Regions from separate parts of the Hordeum vulgare genome. Here region 2 is linked to region 1. Evidence: chromatin contacts called from public Hi-C data. All regions are on one chromosome and are shown on one strand. Each heading gives the region's core, a stretch centred on a gene start, on an enhancer-like site or on the middle of the called end of the contact. The rest is flanking DNA. Distances are from core to core; before and after follow the strand shown.

Evidence for each region. A called contact is a pair of places that touch in the nucleus more often than the background predicts.
Region 2: a contact with region 1 is called in a Hi-C map of leaf, with 3 times the contacts expected there. The contact joins the promoter of LOC123425703 here to the promoter of LOC123425342 in region 1. A contact is called at or near these places in 5 of 6 Hi-C or Micro-C datasets (leaf and seedling) and 1 of 1 datasets of contacts at active chromatin or transcription factors (embryo).

What each region holds. Positions count from the first base shown.
Region 1 is chr2H:102,274,389-102,280,311 of MorexV3_pseudomolecules_assembly, reverse strand. LOC123425342 (exportin-T) reads left to right here and starts at 2,964. Exons shown (of 15, transcript XM_045109025.1): 1 at 2,964-4,692; 2 at 4,775-4,870; 3 at 4,972-5,061; 4 at 5,148-5,252; 5 at 5,456-5,515; 6 at 5,722-5,784; 7 at 5,866-5,923. The coding sequence starts at 3,001.
Region 2 is chr2H:102,491,294-102,497,216 of MorexV3_pseudomolecules_assembly, reverse strand. It overlaps LOC123425703 (probable GTP diphosphokinase RSH3, chloroplastic), which reads right to left and starts at 2,230. Exons shown (of 6, transcript XM_045109416.1): 1 at 1,850-2,230; 2 at 1,569-1,754; 3 at 222-682; 4 at 1-3. The coding sequence starts at 2,230.

The DNA of each region.
Region 1 (5,923 bases), core at 1,715-4,214:
TTTTCGTGCATTACCGAAAAAGTTTCGGGCTCATCGGTAGTGTACTGGGAGTGCCGGGAGGGGTGCCGGAGACCATCAGGAGGGGTGTCACGCCCCAAGGGGTCTCATGGGCTATGGGAAGAGATAAACCAGCCCCTAGTGGGCTGGAATAAGTTCCCACTAAGGCCCATAAGGTTTGAGAAGGAAAAAACACAAGGTGGAAAGAGTTTCCAAGTGGGAAGGTGGAATCCTACTCCAAGTAGGATTGGAGTAGGACTCCTCCACCTCCAATTTCGGCCAAACCTTGAGGGTTTGAGGCTGCCTCTTCCCTCCCCCTCCCTCCTATATATACTGAGGTATTAGGGCTGATTTGAGACAACTTTTGCCATGGCAGCCCGACCACATACCTCCATGGTTTTACCTCTAGATCGCGTTTCTGCGGAGCTCGGGCGGAGCCCTACTGAGATTAGATCACCACCAACCTCCGGAGCGCCGTCACGCTGTCGGAGAACTCATCTACCTCTCCGTCTCTCTTGCTGGATCAAGAAGGCCGAGATCATCGTCAAGTTGTACGTGTGCTGAACGCGGAGGTGCCGTCCGTTCGGCACTAGATCGGAGCGGATCGTGGGACGGATCGCGGGACGGTTCGTGGGAGGGTTCGCGGGGCGGATCGAGGGACGTGAGGACGTTCCACTACATCAACCGCGTTCACTAACGCTTCTGCTGTATGATCTACAAGGGTACGTAGATCGGAAATCCCCTCTCGTAGATGGACATCACCATGATAGGTCTTCGTGCGCGTAGGTAAATTTTTGTTTCCCATGCGACGTTCCCCATCAAAAGCCTACCCATATCAGCACATCTCGAGAATGTGCCAATTTCTCTATGCGTCTCTCGTGTAATGAAGCTTTCCCAGTCCCATGTTGCATGCCTCTTGATGATATGCGGCCTTCCCTTCACTCATTAATGCATAACTCTAATCCATGGGAGAAGCTACAACCAAGCGATCAAACCCTGTGGGGTTGTTCGGGTGACAACGCGCTAAGACTTGACACAACATATGAGATGCGGACGGACGAAACTCCTCCCGAATGAGATGCAACATTGATAAAGTTATTATTCTTTTCTCCACCTGATATCCAAGTTAATGTCGCTATCATTGTTGCTGCCTAGTCTTGTTATTCTTGAGCATTGTCCACAAAGTCTAAGCTCAGACATCAATGGTTGATCTTGAAGCGATCCTAAACCTTCACACACTTTCTCAAGGGAATATCCACAAGCTTGGAAGCTCCCGAACGATTCCAATTGTTTATGAGTCGCCACAACTCCACGAGTAATACACATAATGAAGAATTTGAAGTGTTGTGTCTCCATTCCATTTCTCAGATGAAAGAATACAACTTTGGGGTGAATATATAATAACCAACATGCTAGCTCATTGGGAGAATAGTCATGCACATATCCCCTTCATAAAAAAGATCATGTTACCTTGTTTGTGTGACCCATCCGGGGCCTCTAGAGTCTAGAATACATATGGACTTTTAGGCGTGAAGTGTTTCGATTGGTCTCGAAGCTTTATTTCCGGTGAGATCACTGACCCCGAGACTCACTCCAATTAGTGCCTCTCAATAACTTCTGGGCTACCCACACAAAACGACAACAACATATATGACAAACCTTTTGGTGGTTTCTCTCGCGGATCTGGAGTGTCTTTAAGATTCGGTCGAGCATTGATTCTCAGAGTCACGAGTATTAATAGTACGACCTTCTTATGACATAACGTAATGACTTTCACGAAGACTACCCGCAATATTGTCGCACACGAGGTTATTGAGAGAATATTTTTTTACATGACACATATCAAAAATTCCGACAAGAGAAATGTTATGCTAGAACCGTTACGTGTTAATGAATGCTTGTGTAAGGGACACTCCTATTGATTTCTTTTGAGGAAGCCTATTGATTTATTTTAACACTCATGTGAGACACCAAATGACTAGGAAAGAAGAAACATGCCACATGAAACGGGTACCAACAAATAAACTCATAGAAGGAAACCACTTATATGTACCTACAATACATCATGAATACTCTAAAAATACACATTCCACATGATGTCTCCAATGCGTCATATTAAAACATCTCCAACAGTCTTTGTATATTTGCACTCACTTGCTATTTTACAAATCTTTGTCAAAAAACCTTCTTCAATAGCCTTTGTGTAAGTGGTCCTCCACCAATTATTTTTACAAAACTTGCTATATTTGTACCCACACTTTGCATATTTGCCAAGCCAAAGGCCACTTTATATTTTTTTTATCAAGTCTCCTAAAGCCTCACTTTGTCTCAATGACAGGTGGGTCCGTGTATCAGTGTGTGTATGCTGTCGTACGTTGCGTGCATGTGTGCGTGTGTGTACGTGTACGTATTTCTTTGTGTACGTGTACGCTTGTGTGCTGCATGTGCACGTGTTTTTTGTGTACGTGTACGTGCGTGCGTGTGCTGCATGTGTACGTGTGTCTATGACAAACTATCCCCACATGTCATTGTGTGTTTTGTGCAAATATAGCAATTCAATATATACAAAGGCTACCAAAGAAAAAAAACATGTTAGCTTTGTAAACCTTCTCTCTCTTTTTGCTATAACAAATTTTTAGCAATCAAATATACAAAGGCCATTGAAGATGTTCTTAAAAATAAAATAAAATTTTAAACATAAAACATCAATCTAGAAATAAAGGAAAAAAATGAAAGAGAAACCAAAACCCCCCACAACGACTAAACCCAAAAGCAGCCCATAAACCCATAAATCCGGCAGGGAAACCCAAAAACAGGGAGAAGAAAAACCACCCACGCCCGTCTCACAACTCCGAAACAAGGAAGGAAGGAAGGAAGGAAGGAGCAAAGCAAACCCTCCCGTCGTCCCCCCTTGCGCCGTTATATTAACCCCCCACCTCCGCCTCCGCCCCCCTCTCTTTCCCCCCGTCTCCGCCCCCTCCACCCAGATTCCTCCGCGCCTCCATGGACGACCTCGAGCAGGCCATCCTGCTCGCCTCCGACTCCCCCGCCGCGGCCTCCGCCTCCCCGGCCGTCCGCGAGGAGGCGCTCGCCTTCTGCGCCCGCGCCCGCGACGAGTCCCCGCCCTCCTCGCTCCTCCGCCTCTGCCTCTCCGGCCTCGCCTCCTCGCCCCACGCGCACGTCCACTTCTGGTGCCTCCAGTCCCTCCACGACGCGCTCATCCGCCGCCGCATCGCCCTCCCCGACGACCTCGCCCTCCTCCGCTCCTCCCTCCTCTCCCTCGCCTCCGCCTCCAACGCCGCCTCCCCGCCCTTCCTCCGCAACAAGCTCGCCCAGCTCGTCGCCCTCCTCGTCCGCCTCGATTACCCGCATGTCTACCCCTCCTACTTCCTCGACCTCCTCCCGCCCTCGCCGCCGCAGCCGGGCCCCACCGACATGTTCGCCCGCGTCCTCATCTCCCTCGACGATGACCTGCTCTCCCAGGACTACCCTCGCAACGCCGACGAGACCGCCGACGCCTGCAGGGTCAAGGACGCCATGCGAGCGCAGTGCGTGCCCCAGATCGCCCGCCACTGGCACGACGCTGCCGCCACTCTTGGTGCGGTCGACCCTCCCACTGCCGCCGTAGCCCTTGATGCGGCGCGCAGGTGCATCTCCTGGATCGATGTTGCGCTGGTCGCCAATGATGTCTTTGTTCCTCTTCTGTTTGACATTGCCCTGTCCCCTGCAAGTGCTGCCCCTCTTGCTGCAGCGGCGGTGGGGTGTCTCTCTGCAGTGGCTGCAAAGAGGATGGATGCAAGGGCCAAGGTGGCGTTGCTCAGGTCACTCCTCTCTGCACAGCAGGGGCTTGGTAGCCCAGACAGTGGGTTAAAGATGGCATCTTTGGTGACTACTTATGCCGTGGAGGCTCTTGCGTGTTATCGCAAGCTTGGCCCTAGCGACTCCGATGGAGCCGCGGCTTTGGAAATGCTCGAAGAGGTGCTACCGGCTGTATTTTCGGCGGCAGAGAGCTGCTATGAGGAGGATGTTGATTCTGGTTCCGTGCTCGAGTTCTTAGCTGGCTATGTCAGTACGATGAAGGCCCCATCTGAGAAGCAGCTGGGGCACTTGGGACGGATCTTAGAGGTGGTGCGGCAGCAAATGACGTATGATCCAGTTTACAGGGGGCATCTTGATGTGCTCGACAAGATCGGGAAGGAGGAGGAGGACATGATGTCGGAGCAACGGAAGGATTTAGTGGCATTGTTCCGGAACATTTGTCGGGTAGCGCCAGCTGCCACGCAGCAGTTCATAAAGGGGTTGATTGTGTCAGCGCTCCAATCTGCAGAAGCTACCGTCGAGGATGTTGAGGTCACTCTTACTCTGTTGTACCGGCTCGGGGAAGCAGTCAGTGAGGAAGAGATCCGTACTGGATCTGGGCTGCTCGGGGAGCTTGTGCCCATGCTCCTTTCTGCGAGATTCTCGTGCCACTCACACCGCTTAGTTGCATTGGTGTATCTTGAGACAGTTACACGCTACATCAAGTTCATGCAAGAGAATGTACAGTATGTGCCACACCTTCTTGCCGCGTTCTTGGACGAGCGTGGCATACACCATCAGAATTCCCATGTGAGCCGCCGTGCGGGATACTTGTTCATGAAAGCTGTCAAGTTGTTGAAGGCAAAGCTAGTGCCTTACTTGGATACCATTTTGCAGGTATTTCCTTGTTCGTCTTTTTAGATGTACACACCATCTAGTTTATTGTGCTAGATCTGAGGCTGTTTTCTTTGTGAGTTAGAGCTTGGAAGATGTCCTAGGACAATTCACTTCTATGGACTGGGCAAATAAAGAGGCAAAGCTCTCCAGCTCAGAGGATGGGAGCCAAATTTTTGAGGTGCCCTGTCCATCTGTCTTTATAGCCTAACTTGGCTTGCACCTAGCTGTTTATGTTCTTTAATTGGGAACTTGGACCAATGGCATATTTTCTTATTTCAGGCTGTTGGGTTGTTGATTGGTATTGAAGAGGTATCACCAGAGAAGCAGGTTCAGTGCTTGACAGCTTTGCTGCATCCTCTCTGTCATCAGGTGATTGTTTCCCTTCTGCCCAATATGATAGCTCTAGTTCTCTAGGAGAGAGGAAACTTACTGTTTTAAGTGAAAATCAATTCCAGATCGAGTCGCTTGTAGTGGGTGCCAAAGCACAAGGACTCGAAGAATCATCTCCGAGAGTGACGAGTCTTCTACAGATTGTTGTTGCATTGAATATGGTTACCAAGGTATGCTTTACACTTGCACCTAAGAAGAAATGATCAATAGCACATCCTGTATTCTGGGGGGTAGTATACTGGCCCATGTCTGGTATTTTTTTTCCGTGTTCTGGTCATTTCTTCTAATATAGTTCTGATTTACTCTTGTGTAAATTTCTAGTTCTGTACATGTGTATCACATCCTTACTTAATTCGGTCACTGTCTTCTCTAGGGCTTTAATGAACGCCTCGTGATGGTAACTAGGCCAACAATTGGTGTCATGTTAAAAAAGGTAAATTCTGTCATTCTTTACTTCCATGTTTTCACTTAATCTTTTGCGTGGTGATGTTTGCTTGTTGTTAAGTAGCATATGCAAGTGGCCGATGAAGAGGACATTTGCAAAGTCCTTGATTACTCTGCATCAATAAGCACAACATATCCATGGTCTTTGTTTTACTATTCTTCTGATGCGATATTTCCTTACCACTTTGTCTTCAGACCCTTGATGTTGTTCTACAACTCCTTGTTTCATTTCCTAATGTGAGGTCCCTGCGATCAAAGGTAAATCTGAACCTGTTTCTTTAAGATCTTCCTTAGTTCACCGTTTGGATGATTAACCATTTCAAACTTATGCAAATGTAGGTCATATCCTTTCTGCACCGCATGATTGAGATATTAGGAATCTCGGTGCTTCCATGTA
Region 2 (5,923 bases), core at 981-3,480, 220 kb before region 1:
TTCCTGTAACAAAAAAGCAATCATGTTAGCATGTTTAGTGGCATATGTATCTCTGGCTAGCAAGGTTGCTTCAAAGGCTATGTTGAAGTTATTGCAGGAATTATCTAAAATGGATAATGATTTATTTAACTTCATTAACAACACAAGTAAAATGAAAGGCAAAGTATTTAAAAAAAAATCTAGTAAGGACACCATAACGGAAACATGATGCACAGGTTTACCTTGTCATCTTGCTGTAAATGCTGTATATGCTCTTGTGCCTCCCTGATATGGAACGATAGGATAGTCCTCTCACCTGAAGGGCCTGTTCCAATCGCCTTATTGCAGCTGCAATCATATCTCTGTTGTAAAACTGATGAAGGTTGGATGACAGTTCCTCGTACTGCTCCGGATAAAGGTGCTTGAAGCACAGATTTTCAAGCTGCTCCTTCCAGTTCAAGATGCCCAATTGATTCGCCAATGGAGCAAATATCTCCAGTGTTTCCTTTGCAAAGCACTGCTGTTTGATCTTGGGCAATGAGTCCAACGTCCTCATATTGTGTAGTCTATCAGCAAGTTTGATAAGCACTGCTCTCGCATCTTCCATCGCAAGGAAGACCGTACGTAATCTGTCAGCTTCATCAATTCTGCTTGCTGTATCATTTCTACGAGCCAGTTTGCTCAAATGGCTTAGGTTAGAAACCTGTCAAATATTCAACACAGCTAGTCATTCCACAATGGCCTCAAGCGGCCAACCACCCTTGTTGTAAAAAATGGTGAAGCGCCCTAACATATAGCAGGTGTAACATTGATTAAGATGACGGAGAACACGTTGCAGAACAAACGATGGCATTTTCCCAAGTTCCAGATAATAAATGTGATATCACGAAAGAACACAAACACAAAATCACCAAAAAGCGTGTCTGATTTGATCTGGTAAACAACCGGGAAGAAATTCTACAATATACTACGGCACAAGTCAATCCTAGGAGATGCCTACTGCCTAATTTAATACAGAGGTGATGTTAACTTAATACTACCTTAGATAAACATAAGATTTATTTTTTTGGTCTAGAAGCTCTATCAATAACGTAACAACATGATCCGTCAGTCACAATCGTAAATAAATTATTTTACCAAGGTAGCCAAACTAGCAACATCCACTTCTCGATATGACGAAAAAGACAACACCAAGAAAGCTGAAAATAAAAGAAGAGGGGCCCACGCAGAGACATAACCATATAACTAATCAGTTGTGACTATGACCTGATCCTTCTCCTAGAAAACTATGGCCTGATCCTGGACACCGGCACAGATTAAGTCATGCTCAGAAAATTATCTGCGTATGCCGGTACGAATAATCTACCAGTGAAGAAGCTCTGGATTGCTGCATTATCCTTTACCAGTATGGTGGAAACGGTGTAGCAGCAATGGCGCCTTACTTCGGTTCGTTTCAGAAAATAATACTACCACACTAAGTGAGTTTTAACAGAGAGAAACAGTTCTACTAAATAGTTACAGTACATATCAGTGAGCCTGCTCGTCACATCCTAATGTCAGTTAGTGAGTGGAGAGATCCGAATTCTCACCCCCTTCACGAGGTCCGCAACGCCGGCACCGAATTGCTCGGAGATGTAGCCGTAATCCAGGCCCGCGTCGTCGACCGTGTCGTGCAGCAGCCCCGCCGCGATAACCGGAGGCCCTGCGCCGAGCTCCGCGAGCAGCGCCGCCGTCTCCACGCAGTGCTGCAGGTAAGGGTCGCCGCTCGCGCGCACCTGCAGAAACCACCAAAACGCCCGGCCGTCACTTCAGTTCAGACGCCCGACAAGCCACGCGGAAACAATGAGCAGGCAGAGAGCGAGAGGGGCACCTGGCCGCGGTGGGCCGCCTCGGCCGCGTAGTAGGCCCTCCTCACGAGCTCCTCGCGGAAGATGGCGTGCCGCGACTGCGCGCCGGCGAGCAGGGCGGCCGCGGCGGCGGAAGCGGCGGGGCCGGCTTCCTCGCGCCCCGCCACGGCGGCGCGGGCCCGCCTCGCGGACGGCGGGCTTCGGCAGGGAGCACGGGGGGGCTCCCCTTGGTCGGAGGCGCGCGCGAAGGAGAGGGATGGCGGGGTCAGGCACCGGGTCGCCCGCAGCTCGCCGGCGGAGGCCTGGGCGCCGCGGGGGAGGAGCTCGAGCGCGGCGGGGGGCTGCGGCGCCGAGAGGCGATGGTGGGGGCGGCACTTGACGGAGCGGGCGACCGCCGCCGGCATGGCTGCTGGTTGGCTTGGCGAGCTGGGGTTCGGCGGGGGGGACGGGGAAGAGGGGAAGGGAGTGGGGAGGTGGAGAGAAAGAGACGTGGAAGGGAGCTCTAGTTGGGACGTTGGGCTCTTCGCGCGTGCTGCCGTGGTTATGAATAGTAGCCTCGCCGTCGGAGGATGGGTGGTCGTTTATATGTTTTACACCCTCGAGTTGCCAAACTATCGTTTGGGTTGGCATGCTAATTTTTGAATGACCAAGTAAGCCCATGGAAACCATGAAGACCCTGGAAACCACATGCGACAATCTAAATATATATACTCCCTCCATCCTATAATTAATATAAAATATTTTTGCAAGCTGTTTTAGCTTGCAAAAACATCTTATGATGTGGGGCAGAGCGAGTAGTATATTAGACACGTAATATTTTTAAAGATGCGAGTAGTATTCATTTACTCTTGCTTTGAAGCTCCATCCAACCAAATTATCTAACCATGATTAACTCGTCCTTACATCTCAGGACAAGCGACTCTAAAGCCCTAACAGGTGCCATGGACTTCAACCCTCTCGCCACCACCTGAGTGCGTCGTCACGCAAAAATCATGTGGCAACGGCGACGGCGGGAAGGATCTGTCAAGGAGGAGTTCATGCGGCATGGGTGGTGAGTTGAGGATGGGTGGTCGTTTATGTTTTACACCCTCGAGTTGCCAAACTATCGTGTGGGTTGGCATGCTAATTTTTGAATGACCAAGTAAGCCCATGGAAACCATGTTACCATGAAAATCCTTGGAAACCACATGCGACAATCTAAAAATATATACTCCCTCCGTCTCGTAGTTAATATATAATGTTTTTGCAAGCTGTTTTAGCTTAAAAAACATCTTATGATGTGGGACATAGCGAGTAGTATATTAGACAGGTAATGTTTTTTAAAGATGTGATATTTATAGTTCAAACTAGTATTCATTTACTCTTGCTTTGGGGCTCCACCGAACCTAATTACCTGACCATGATTAACTCGTCCTTACATCTCGGGACAAGTGACTCTAAAGCCCTAACACGTGCCATGGACTTCAACCCTCTCACCACCGCCTGAGTGCGTCATCAGGCAAAACCCATGTGGCAACGGCAACGGCGGGAAGGATCTGTCAAGGAGGAGTTCATGCGGCGGGGGTGGTCAGTTGAGGCACGTTAGGCGGGTGGCGGCAGTGAACGTGCGGCTCGACAGAAGCAGTTTATGAATGGGCACGTTGGGATCGTAGATGGCGGTTGGCTCAACCTCAGGCTTGACCTTAGGGTACAACGGCGTAGGTCTGGGTTTACAAGGGTTTTAGGGAGTTTCTATGTGTTGATCAAGGCGAGGGGGTGATGTTGCCCCAGTTTTGGAATAATGTCCTCCCCACCCTATCCCCATTTCATGGTGCACTTAGTGTCAATGATGGGCATGTGAAGGTGTGTCTTCGACGAATCTTCCAGTATCTGGTCAGCTTTTGTTGCAGGTGGATCAGATTGATGTTCATGGTCATTGGCATATCCATACTTTTCTGTCATTTTTTGTAAGGGCAAGTACAACGGTTGATAAATTGCTCCTCTTGCGAAACCAAAGAAGAGGCGCCGACGGCTTTATATCTAGTGGGTATTGCTCCCTTTCCTCTCTAACTGCCATCTTGGTGCCATGAGGGGGAGGGGAGCCATGGTTTCTCGGTAAGGCGTGTAGTAGTCCTAGGTTTTCTTAGTTTTTTTGAGTTTCCTCTATCGGTATGGTGGGACTGATGCCGATGGTGCTCTTAGGAATAATGGTCTTCCAGTCGGTGCTCTTGCTTATCGGAGGTGTTGTTGGCGCGTATGAGAGGCTTGTGGACTCTAAGTTGTTTGAGCGGCTTTCGGCATTGCGCCTTAGCATGATGGAGGTGATGGGTTGCTCCTAGAGTGTGGCGGTGATGACTGCTCAAAATTTACAAAAAACGGTGGAGGATATGGTCGCTTGCTCAAGGACGTGTTGGCATTGGCCCCGGTTCCAACTTTGAAGAGGCTGAGAGGGCTCCTCCCATCCTTCGATCAATGTTTATTATCGAGCTAGATACAAACTTCTGGGGTTGCTGGCTATCGTGAGTCGTTAACGCCTCCTGGCTAGGGATTTCTTTAGCGTCAAGATGTGGAGCAACTTTTGATGCTCTTCTTCTCCAATGACGGCTAAGATCGTGGGTACTTGTTAGTTATGGTGAAGACGGCATGCAACAGTACAGCTGCTTGTACCTTCCTAGTTTTCTGTTGCTTGTATGTATTTTATCTTTTACTACCATGAATACAGATAATGTATGCCTACAGGTGTACATCTTCAAGGGGAAAAAAGTACTACAGTGATAAGACATTCTTATTTTAAACCTGTCATTTAATCTATAGAAAATTAGTGCAATGAGTTATCTCATAGTCTTACTTTTAATAATTGTATATTCCTGAAGGAGATATATTGTTGTTTTTCTTTTTCTAGGCGTGAGAGATATTGTTGCTAAGGGACCATCTCGTAACAAAGAAAAATGCAAGCTTTTTTATGGTTTATTTCTTTCCTATTATAGCATTTATCCTATGTAACACTTCTAAAGAAAAAATCTGTCTATAGTCCATACAGTTCTTCTGAATTCCTTCACCCAAAAAACCGACGCACGTTCCTTTTGTCACATACGACGGGAGGAATTATATGCATCAACGTGAGGGTGGCTCGTGCTTAAACGTGCCACTTCCTCCGTGTCACATACGACGGGGCACACGCCTGTCAAACGGACGGACGGAGGGTTCCTTGTGCGTGTGGACGAGGGATCGCTTGCCGGCTGGGCAAAGGCACGGACAAACAGCTTATGTGGTTCTTCTACTCACCGTGTCACGGCGCCAATGTTTCTTTCGATTGATGGCAACGGCCGGACAAAATCAATCATCAACCAACTGGAGAAAATCAACCATCAACCAACTGAAACTGATGGAAGCTTGAGAAAATGACAGAGGTTCGCAGACAAAGAAGGGCAACGCCTGGTTGCTAACGTGGTAGCAGAGGGCACGGGAGTCAGTTGTGCACAACAGATTTCAGGCAACGTGCGTCGGCAAACAAGCAAATTACAGGAGCGGCAAATGACCCAAGGCGTATCAACATGGTAAGGCGATAGGATGCAATGCACACAAGCACATTCACAAAATAGTTGCACCAAATCTATACTGCGACTCCCTCCATAAAGAAATAATCTAAACGCTATTATATTTCTTAAGGGGGAGTATAACCAATTGAAGCATATATGCATTTGAAAATCAAACTAAGCTCAAATAGATCCTATAGGTAGGTGTCACAACAAGCAAACACATCAATCATGATACACACTCAAATAACACCTGTGCTATTAGGCAACATCCAAGATAAGCAAAGAGCCAAATAAACATACAAACACGTCATATCACCAATTGCAAGTACCGGTCAACAACTTCTACTAGGACAACACAAGGGTTAAGTATATACTAAAATAAAATAAAAGGATGATAAGATCCAATACTGCAAGTGCCCGTCCAAACAGGGAGTTTTGCTGGCACAAGTAGATCCTAGGATGATAAGATCCAAAGGTTGACGGGGAGTTTTGCTGGCATAAGTAGATCCTAGGCAACTGGATCACAGATGTGATGAACATAAACCACTTGCAGACATCCGGGATGAACATGGACATACT